Linked DNA regions of Mus musculus: region 1 is linked to region 2. A link is a contact called in public promoter capture Hi-C data. All regions are on one chromosome and are shown on one strand. Each heading gives the region's core, a stretch centred on a gene start, on an enhancer-like site or on the middle of the called end of the contact. The rest is flanking DNA. Distances are from core to core; before and after follow the strand shown. Region 1 holds the start of Ptpmt1 (protein tyrosine phosphatase, mitochondrial 1). Region 2 holds the start of Ddb2 (damage specific DNA binding protein 2).

Region 1 (4,509 bases), core at 1,467-3,966, 320 kb before region 2:
GAAATGAAATAAAGCCTTTTGTTATATTAGACAACAGTGTTTTTGCTTTAAGACTTCAAATACACTCTAGCTGCTTTTACTAGCTTCTTTGTTGTTGTTGGTTTTTAAATAAGGTTTCATGTAAGCAAGGATGACCTCAATTCTCACTGTGTAGCCAAGGATGCCTGTGAGCTGATGTTCCTGCCCCTACTTCCCAGGTGCTGAAGGTACAGGTGTGGGCCTCCATGTTCCTTGCTATTTTAGCAAGTCCCTGCAACTTAATGACTGCAAGAAGGCTGGTTTAATCCCACCAATCAAATCAGCAGAACCTGAAGGCATATTTTTGCTTGTATATCAACTGAACCAGAACCACTTTCAGAGTTGTTAAATATGCAGCTAAATCCTGTAAATATGCAGAATATATCAGGGTTGAGGGGGTGGAAGTGAGGGTGGCTGGAGGCAGGAACTTGCTACTTTAGCAAGGCTGCCAGAAGGTCCTTAGGCATCCTGGAGATTTGGAGATTTCTTTGCTCTAGGCTAGTGCCATCTTACAAAGGCAGCAACTCACATGTCAAGCGTTGTCTGTGGCTTTGGTGGCCTCTCCGTTTATACAGTTGATCACATTAGTGAGTATTAACTCTGACAGCTAATGACCCCCTTGAGACCTGTGACAATATTTTGGGAAATTCCGGGGACAGTCATGTTCTTTTGTTCTTTTTCTATAAAGGGCCCTATATACCCCAGGCTAGCCTCGAACTCGTGTGTGGCTCAGGATGAGCTTGGATGCCTGATCCTCTTGCTTCTGGGGTGTTGGGATGTCGGCCCTGTGCCACTACCATGCCTTGTTTGCCTTCTGCACTGAGCTTTGTGTATCCCAGGCAAGCAGTTTATCAACTGAAATCCATCCCCAGCCCACTCTGCAGATTCTCAATGATAACTATTAACATAGCATATATAATAAGGGGTGCTCTTCTTTTATAATTTTCTTTGGAGCAGGGGTTTCAAGACAGAATTTCATTATGTAGCTCTGGCTAACCTTGAATTTACTTTGTAGATCAGGCTGGCCTCAAACTCACAGAGATCTGCCTTCCTCTGTCTCCAGAGAGCTGGATTAAAAGTGTGCACCACTATGCCTGGCAGGAAGAGGGTACCCTTTTCTTATCTGTGATTTTGTTTTTAGACACAGGCTCATGTAGCCCAGGCTGGCCTCCACCTCACCACACACTGTGGCTGGTCTCAAGTTCTTGATCTTCCCACCTTCACTCACAAAGTGCTAACATAACAGGTATGAGCCACACTCTTAAAGAAATGCTTTTCTTACAGTTGGCCTTCGTCTCCAAAGCTACAATAACTAATTCAAACCTGATGCTAAAATATGTGTTGAAATGAATGAAATCAGCAAGGCACATTGTATTAGTCAGGGTTCTCTCGCTCCACTCCCTGAGCCAAGCATATTCAAACCACCACACACAAGTCACAATTTTAGTTACTGAGGTTAGTGACCAAAATCACAAATACAAAATGGGTGTATTAGCACATGCCTGTAATCTCAGTACTTGGAAAGTGGAGGCAGGAGAATCGGATCAGGACTTAAGACCCCTGTCTCAAAATAAACAAACAAAGGAAAAGTAGCATATACATGTACAATTCTGTGCATGAAGAACTGTACCCCCCGTCCCCATTTTGAAGCAGGACTTCCTTGTCCTGTGTCCTGACTGACCCAGAGCTCACTACATACAATACACCAAGCTGGCCTGGAACAACTTCTTGCCTTAAGGGGGCTGAAATTCCAGGAGTGAGCCACCCACAGCGGGTTAGCTCGCTCTTTTTAGACAATGGCCAGGACACATTGAACTCCTGGGCTCAAAAGATCCTGCCTCTGCCACCTGAGTCTCCAGACTCGCAAGACTTCTTTCTGGCTTATCAGCTTCAGCGTCTTTCCACCTGCAGCCATTTGAGCTTGACCCACATACACAGAACTTGAGAAGGCAACTAGGTCTCCAACACTGGTCTCGGAGACAAGGTCACCCACGGCGTCCTTCCTCTTCCCCTAGCTTCTCCAGCTTTCCCAGGCCCGAGTGCTGGGCCAGCCAGGCCAGAGGGCCCGGGTCCTCACCTTCGAGGTGTTGCACAGGAATCGGGTCTCGTACTCCTCGTTCATAGTGATCACCCCGCGCACGTTCTCGTCCAGTACCAGCTGCCGAGGCAAAGAGGAGGCTCAGCGAGGGCCGCGGGGCGCCCGCAGAGGCCCTGGGCCCGCTCCCGGCCCGGCCCGGCCCGGCCCGGCGGTCTCTCACCCGGCGCGTCATGTTCTTCAGCGGCAGCGCGCCCAGCAGAACCGTGTGGTCGATGCGGTGGTACCAGTCGCGGTGCGCCGGGCCGCGCACCCTCCCCCGGACACTGTGTAGAGCAGCGTCGGGTAGAAGAGCACCCGGGCCAGGCCGGCCTCCAGCCACGCGGAGGCCGCCATCCCGCCCCACCCCGCCAGGCGCAGTGGCGAGGCGCCCCACCCCGCCAGGCGCAGCGGCCAGCCACCGGCCCCGGGGCTCGCGACCAGCCACCGCGAGAAGGACGCGGAGGACGAGAGCTGAGGGCCACCTGATGCCTCCCGACTCTTCGAAGCTGAGTCCCCGGAGTCCCGGCCCTGCCCGAGGGATCCCGGAACAGGAGCCATGGCTCCAAAGGAGAGGCGCCGCGAGGCGCGGCGAGGGGTCGGGTGGAGGGAGTGGAATGGCAAGATCGGGTGAAACTGTGACCCTGCCTAAGGAGCAGGGCCGGCTCTCCAACCCCTGACCTTAGGGAGGGGCCGTGACCCCGGAGTGCACCCATCACTAAGGAGGAGGCTCAGCAGAGAGGCTCCTCTAAACAGGGAAGGCCCTGGAGAAGCCGAGTCTGCCTGTAAAAAAAGCGGTGGTTGTCAGCTGCTCTTGGGGGAGCAGGGAACCTGAACTTGAACCTAGGTGGTGGTCTACTGCCCTGTGTCTGTCTGTCTGTGTCTGTCTCTCTGTCTCTCTGTCTTTCCCCGCCCCCCCCCCTCTCCTTTTTTAAAACCAGGTCACACTATGAAGCCCTAAATGTCTTCTACTGGCTATGTAGCTAGCTCCAGGACACACAAAGGAACCCTGTCTCAAAAAAAAAAAAAAAAAAAAAAAAGTGTGTGTGTTGGGTGCTTTGCCTGCCTGTATGACATCACCTGGGTGCAAAGTCCAAGGAGTCCAAAGAGGATGTTGGAACCCATGGGACTGGAGCGTGACTCGGAGAGAAAGCTGGAGAATGCTGGAAATCAAACCAGGGTTCCCTGGAAGAGTAGCCAGTGCTCTTAACTGCTTAAATATTTCTCCAGCCACAAGAAAATACTCTTAACCTGTATCTGCTGCTTTTCCCCTCCTTTTTGGTTTTGATTTGGGGTGATTTGTTTGTTCGTTTTTCAAGATAGGGTTTCTTTGTGTAGCCCTGGCTGTCTTGGAACTCTCTTGTAGACCAGGCAGCCCTTGAACTCAGAGATTCACCTGTCCCTGCCTCCTGAGTTCTGGGATTAAAGACATGTGCTACCACTGTCTGTCATCTTTTTCCTCCTTTTAAAAAAGAGATATATTTTATTCTTATCAAAGAAATACTCGTAATAATACCCAAGAAGGAAAGAGTAGGTTGAGAGGAGTTTGGAGGGTGGGGATGAATTTTATCAAAGTGCATTAATACATGTATGAGATCCTCAAAGAATTAACAAGTATTAAATTTAAAATGGAACGTGTAGAGCTGGAGAGATGGCTCAGAGGGTAAGAGCACCAACTGTTCTTCCATAGGTCCTGAGTTCAATTCCTAACAACCACATGGTAGCTCACATCCATCTGTAATGGGATCTGATGCCCTCTTCTAGTGTGTCTGACAGCTACAGTGTACTCACATACATAAAATAAATAAATCTTAAAAAAAAAAAAAGGTAAGGAAAAATAGCCCATTTACTTTAAATCGATAAGTGAAGCAGACATGCCATTTTCAGTGTGGGGATTGGAAAGTATAGTAAGAATTGAGTCTGCCATCATGGTGACACACCCCTTAATCCCAGCACTCAGGAGGCAGAGGCAGGTTGATCTCTGAGTTAAAAACCAGTCTGGTCTATATAGAGAGTTCCAGGCCAGATGTCTGTCTCAAAAAAATAAATGATCCAATAGTATTATTATATCTTTTTTGAGAGAGAGAGAGAGAGTGGCACAGGGGGGCCAAAAGAGGGTATTGGATCCCCTAGAATATCAGTTGCTGATATTGTAGCCTTCCATGTGGGTGCTGGGAACTAAACCCCACTTTTCTCCAAGAGCAGCAAGTGCTCTTAAGTGCTAAGCCATCTCTCTAGTAAATTGGACTGAAACACATGACACTTGTTCTATGTCAGCCCTCCTGGAGCTGGGACCACCGGAGCTGGGACCACCGGAGCTGGGACCACCGGAGCTGGGACCACCGGAGCTGGGACCACCTGGAGCTGGGACCACCGTGTCTGACTTCTCTTCAGTGGCAACACCTTTTTCGTGCCAT
Region 2 (4,166 bases), core at 172-2,671:
TACATTAAATAAAATAAATCTTAAAAAAATAAAATAAGAGCTATCCAAATACAGTGGTGTATAACTGTAATCCTAGCACTCAGAAGCTGCAGCATACTTGGATTGGAGGCCAGCCTGGGCTATAGAGCAAGACTCTGTATTTAAAGAAATACTAAATAATGTCATGAGCAACCATTACTTGAGTGGAAACCAGAAGAATGCAGTAAGGTTTAGAAAAGTTCCAAATTGATTAGGTGGCTTCAAGGAAGAGAGGTAAATCAGAGTATAATAAAAATAAGCCGGGAATGGTGGCACACGCCTTTATTCCCAGCACTTGGGAGACAGAGGCAGGCGGATTTCTGAGTTCTGAGGACAGCCAGGGCTACACAGAAAAACCCTGTCTCGAAAAACTAAATAAATAAATAAATAAATAAACAAACAAACAAATAAATAAAACAACTCTGAATTACCAAGCCCTTCTGGTGGACCCAATCTATAAGTCCTTTTTTTCTCTTGACAACTTTCCTTTCTTTTCATGGCTAAAACCACTCTTATCAATTTATCACATTCCTTATAGCCCCAGGTTCAAGTCCTGGTAAACCTCTGAGAATGCGCTTTCTGAAGAAAGGAGGGAGGGAATTTCAGACTCTCAGAGCTAACATAACCGAGAGGCTATGAAAGGGAGGATTACTTTGAAACAGTAGATGTGTAAAACTTCTGGAACAAGGAAAGTGGGGACTGTGGCTTTTACGGTGATGGCACTCATCTGACTCTTTCTGTCACCTGGGGTAGAGGTGGGGGGGCTGTTCAACTTAAAACTCTCTGCTGTCAATGAACTGGCCAATAAAACCAGTCGGCAGCGTGTGGCTCAGTGGCAGCCCACTTGCTGAGAGAACTGGAGGCCTGGGTTCGAACCCTCGATCTCCCAAATAAAATCACAGCCTGAGGCGACAGAAGCCAAGAACTGCTTCAGAAGCCCAGGCACAAGCACCCACCACCCCAGCTTCAGCCTCTGGCGCGAGCACCCTGAACCCCCGGAAAGCTAAGGCAGCAGCACAGGCCGTACCGGGACCCTGCACACGCAGCTTCTTGGCTTCGGGCTCCAGCTCCTGAGGACCTCTGCGACTTTTGCTCCTGAGGAGCACCGCAACGTCGGGGGACTTCTGGGTTTCTGGGCATTTCTTGGGAGCCATGACGTACTCGGTGAAGAGATATCAAGCTCTGTGGCAAAATAACGAAGCAAGGAGTGGAAAAGCCTCCGTGGAGAAAACAGGAAGGGACTACGTATGAGGCAGCGCCGTCGCAGGTAGCGCAGCTAAGACACCTTCGCGCCAAACGCTCCTCCGGGCTGCTTTACTTTTAGCCCCGCCCCGTCCCCTCAGGGCTGTCCCGCCCCTTGGAACTGCCCCGCCCCCTCGGGATTGCCACAGTAGGGGGCTGTCTTGCCCCCGGAACTGCCCCGGACTGCCCCAACCCCTCGGGCACGGCCCGCCCCCGGCCGCTCCTCCTCTTCCGGAGTAACGTGTGCAGCTCACAGGGAGGGTTTTTTATTTTAACTCCCTAGGAGCTGGGCCTTGGCTTGTGCTGGATCTGAAGAAAGCCGATTATTTGAACCTGAGGAGGGAGCGCTGGCCGTAAACCCTGCATGCTGGAGGCGGAGCCAGGCGGCGTTTCAGGCCAGCCTGGTGTACACGTTCCAGCAATCCGGTGACCTACGCAGAGAAACCCTGTCTCGAAGAACAACAAAGAGAGAGAGAGAGAGACAGAGACAGATAAAAGTAGGTAGTTTATGTCTTAAAAAGAGCAAAGATTCAAGTGTGGCTAAATATTTCTCATTTCCCCCATTAATAATAGGTGTCTCTAGGGCTGGAGAGATGGCTCAGTGGTTAAGAGCACTGACTGCTCTTCCAGAGGTCCTGAGTTCAATTCCCAGCAACCACAAGGTGGCTCACAACCATCTGTATTGGGATCTGATGCCCTCTTCTGGTGTTTCTGAAATGACAGTGTATTAAATAAATAAATCTTAAAAAAAAAAAAAAAGTGCCTCTGATTACCCAATCACAGCCTTAGCATTTGATTCTTTCCTCTCGCTTTACAGATGAATGTATTTTACCTCATACTATAGAAAAGAGCTGTATCTATGGTGGCAGGCTCTGTGTAATTCCCAACACTGAGGAGGCTGAGGCATGAAGAGTTTGCCTGGACTACACTGATATCTTGTAAGGATCAGATAAGAGTGAGAAAATCTGGGGCTGGAGCGATGGCTCAGCGGTTAAGAGCACTGACTGCTTTTCCAAAGGTCCTGAGTTCACATCTCAGCAACGACATGGTGGCTCACAACCATCTGTAATGAGATCTGACTCCCTCTTCTGGAGTGTCTGAAGACAGCTACAGTGTAATTATTTATAATAATAAATAAATCTTTAAAAAAGAAAAAGAGTGAGAAAATCTGGCATGCTATTGCACAGCAAGGTGACAGCAGACAATGGGTTTGCTGTATATTTTCTAAAGGTAGAAAGGTTTTGAATGTTTTCACCACAAACGATATCTGAGAAGATGTGCCTAACCCAATTTAAAGAATACAATATGTGTGTGTCAAAAGTAATGTATTCCTTATGAAGATGATACTTACATAAACATATGTAAAATTTATATGTTTTAATGTAGTTTAATTTTATTTTAAATTAAAATGATGCTCTAGAAGAAAATAAAAAGCTGAACCCAGCACCAATAATGGGGATGTCCTAAGATGTGCTTAAATTAAGAATTGTAGCTTAGTGGCTGGAGAGATGGTTTAATGGCTAAGAGAGCTTGCTGCTTTTTCAGAGGACCTGAATTCTGTTCCCAGTACCCAGGCAGGTGGCTCACAAATACCTATATGTAACTCCAGCTCCAGAAGACCAGACACCCTTTTCTGGACTCTGCAGGCAGATGCAGCCATATATACACATAAGCACATAAAGAAACATGTATACACATAAGTAAAAAAAAAAAAATTACAAGCTGGTCAGTGGTGGAATATGCCTTTAATTCCAGCACTTAGGAGGCAGAAGTAGGTCTAGTCTGCAGCGCTAGTTCCAGGACAGCAAAGGCTACAGAGAAACACTGTCTGGAAAACCTAAATAAGTAAATAAATAGCCAAGGCTGCAGAGAAACCCTGGGAAAACAAAACAAAGAAATAAGTAAACCCAGCAGTGGTGGCGCATGCCTTTAATCTCAGCACTTGGGAGGCAGAGGCAGGCGGATTTCTGAGTTCAAGGCCAGCCTGGTCTACAGAGTGAGTTCCAGGACAGCCAGGGCTACACAGAGAAACCCTGTCTCGAAAAACAAACAAACAAAACAACAACAACAACAACAAAAAAGAATCCTAAAAAAGTTGTAAGATATTAACTAGGAAGATTATGAGGGAAAATAAATCACTTGAGTTTGTATAGGTCCACTTCGGGGTTTTGTTAGCCTGTAATGATCAGAATGGTCATCTATTTTATTTTTACACTTTGTTTTGGTGTGCTTCATGTGTCTTTTTTGTTGTTGCTTGAGAGAGCATATCACCAATAGCCCTGGGTGGTCTAGAACTCAGTCTGTAGTCAGGCTGGCCTCCACAGAGATCCACCTGCCTCTGCCTCCTGAGTGCTGGGATCAAAGGTGTGAGACACCACTGTCTATACTGGTATTCTCTTAATCAGACGTGGTGGCTTATACTTGCAATCCCACCCAAGTTAAAACAGAAAAATGTTTTGAGTCTGAGTCTAGCCTGGGCAGCACTGTGAGTTCCAGACCAGTTTAAGCTACACAGTGCGTCCCTGTCTCAAACCAAGCAAACAAGTAAATAATAGTAAAACCCAAAAGCAAACATAACAACAAGCAAACCAAAGAGAATGCCAGCTTTTGGTTCAAGGAGCGATATTTTTCGTAAGAAATATTGTCGTTTGGTTTTAGATGAGTGAGTGTGTGTGTGTGTGTGTGTGTGGTGTGTGTGGTGTGTGTGTGTGGTGTGTGTGTATGTGTGTGTGGTGTGTGTGTGTGGTGTGTGTGTGTGTGTGGTGTGTGTGTGTGTGGTGTGTGTGGTGTGTGTGTGTGTGTGTGTGTGTGTGTGTGTGATTAGAAGCTTTCTTACTGTTTTTTAAAGTACCCTCAGCCCCAAATTAACAATCATACCAAAGTAGTATATTTGAGAGTAGTATGTT

Evidence for each region. Capture Hi-C pulls out chosen DNA fragments and counts their contacts.
Region 1: a contact with region 2 is called in a promoter capture Hi-C map of adipose tissue, with 2.9 times the contacts expected there. The contact joins the promoter of Ptpmt1 here to the promoter of Ddb2 in region 2. A contact is called at or near these places in 10 of 39 promoter capture datasets (the 3T3-L1 cell line, the C10 cell line, the HPC-7 cell line and 7 more), 4 of 115 datasets of contacts at active chromatin or transcription factors (bone marrow-derived macrophages, embryonic stem cells, large pre-B cells and 1 more) and 3 of 9 other capture datasets (adipose tissue, liver and pancreatic islet).

What each region holds. Positions count from the first base shown.
Region 1 is chr2:90,915,334-90,919,842 of GRCm38.p6, forward strand. It overlaps Ptpmt1 (protein tyrosine phosphatase, mitochondrial 1), which reads right to left and starts at 2,717. Exons shown (of 5, transcript NM_025576.2): 1 at 2,379-2,717; 2 at 2,277-2,376; 3 at 2,096-2,176. The coding sequence starts at 2,653.
Region 2 is chr2:91,235,645-91,239,810 of GRCm38.p6, forward strand. It overlaps Ddb2 (damage specific DNA binding protein 2), which reads right to left and starts at 1,422. Exons shown (of 10, transcript NM_028119.5): 1 at 1,046-1,422. The coding sequence starts at 1,172. A330069E16Rik (RIKEN cDNA A330069E16 gene) reads left to right here and starts at 1,502. Exons shown (of 2, transcript NR_015464.1): 1 at 1,502-1,757; 2 at 2,078-2,713.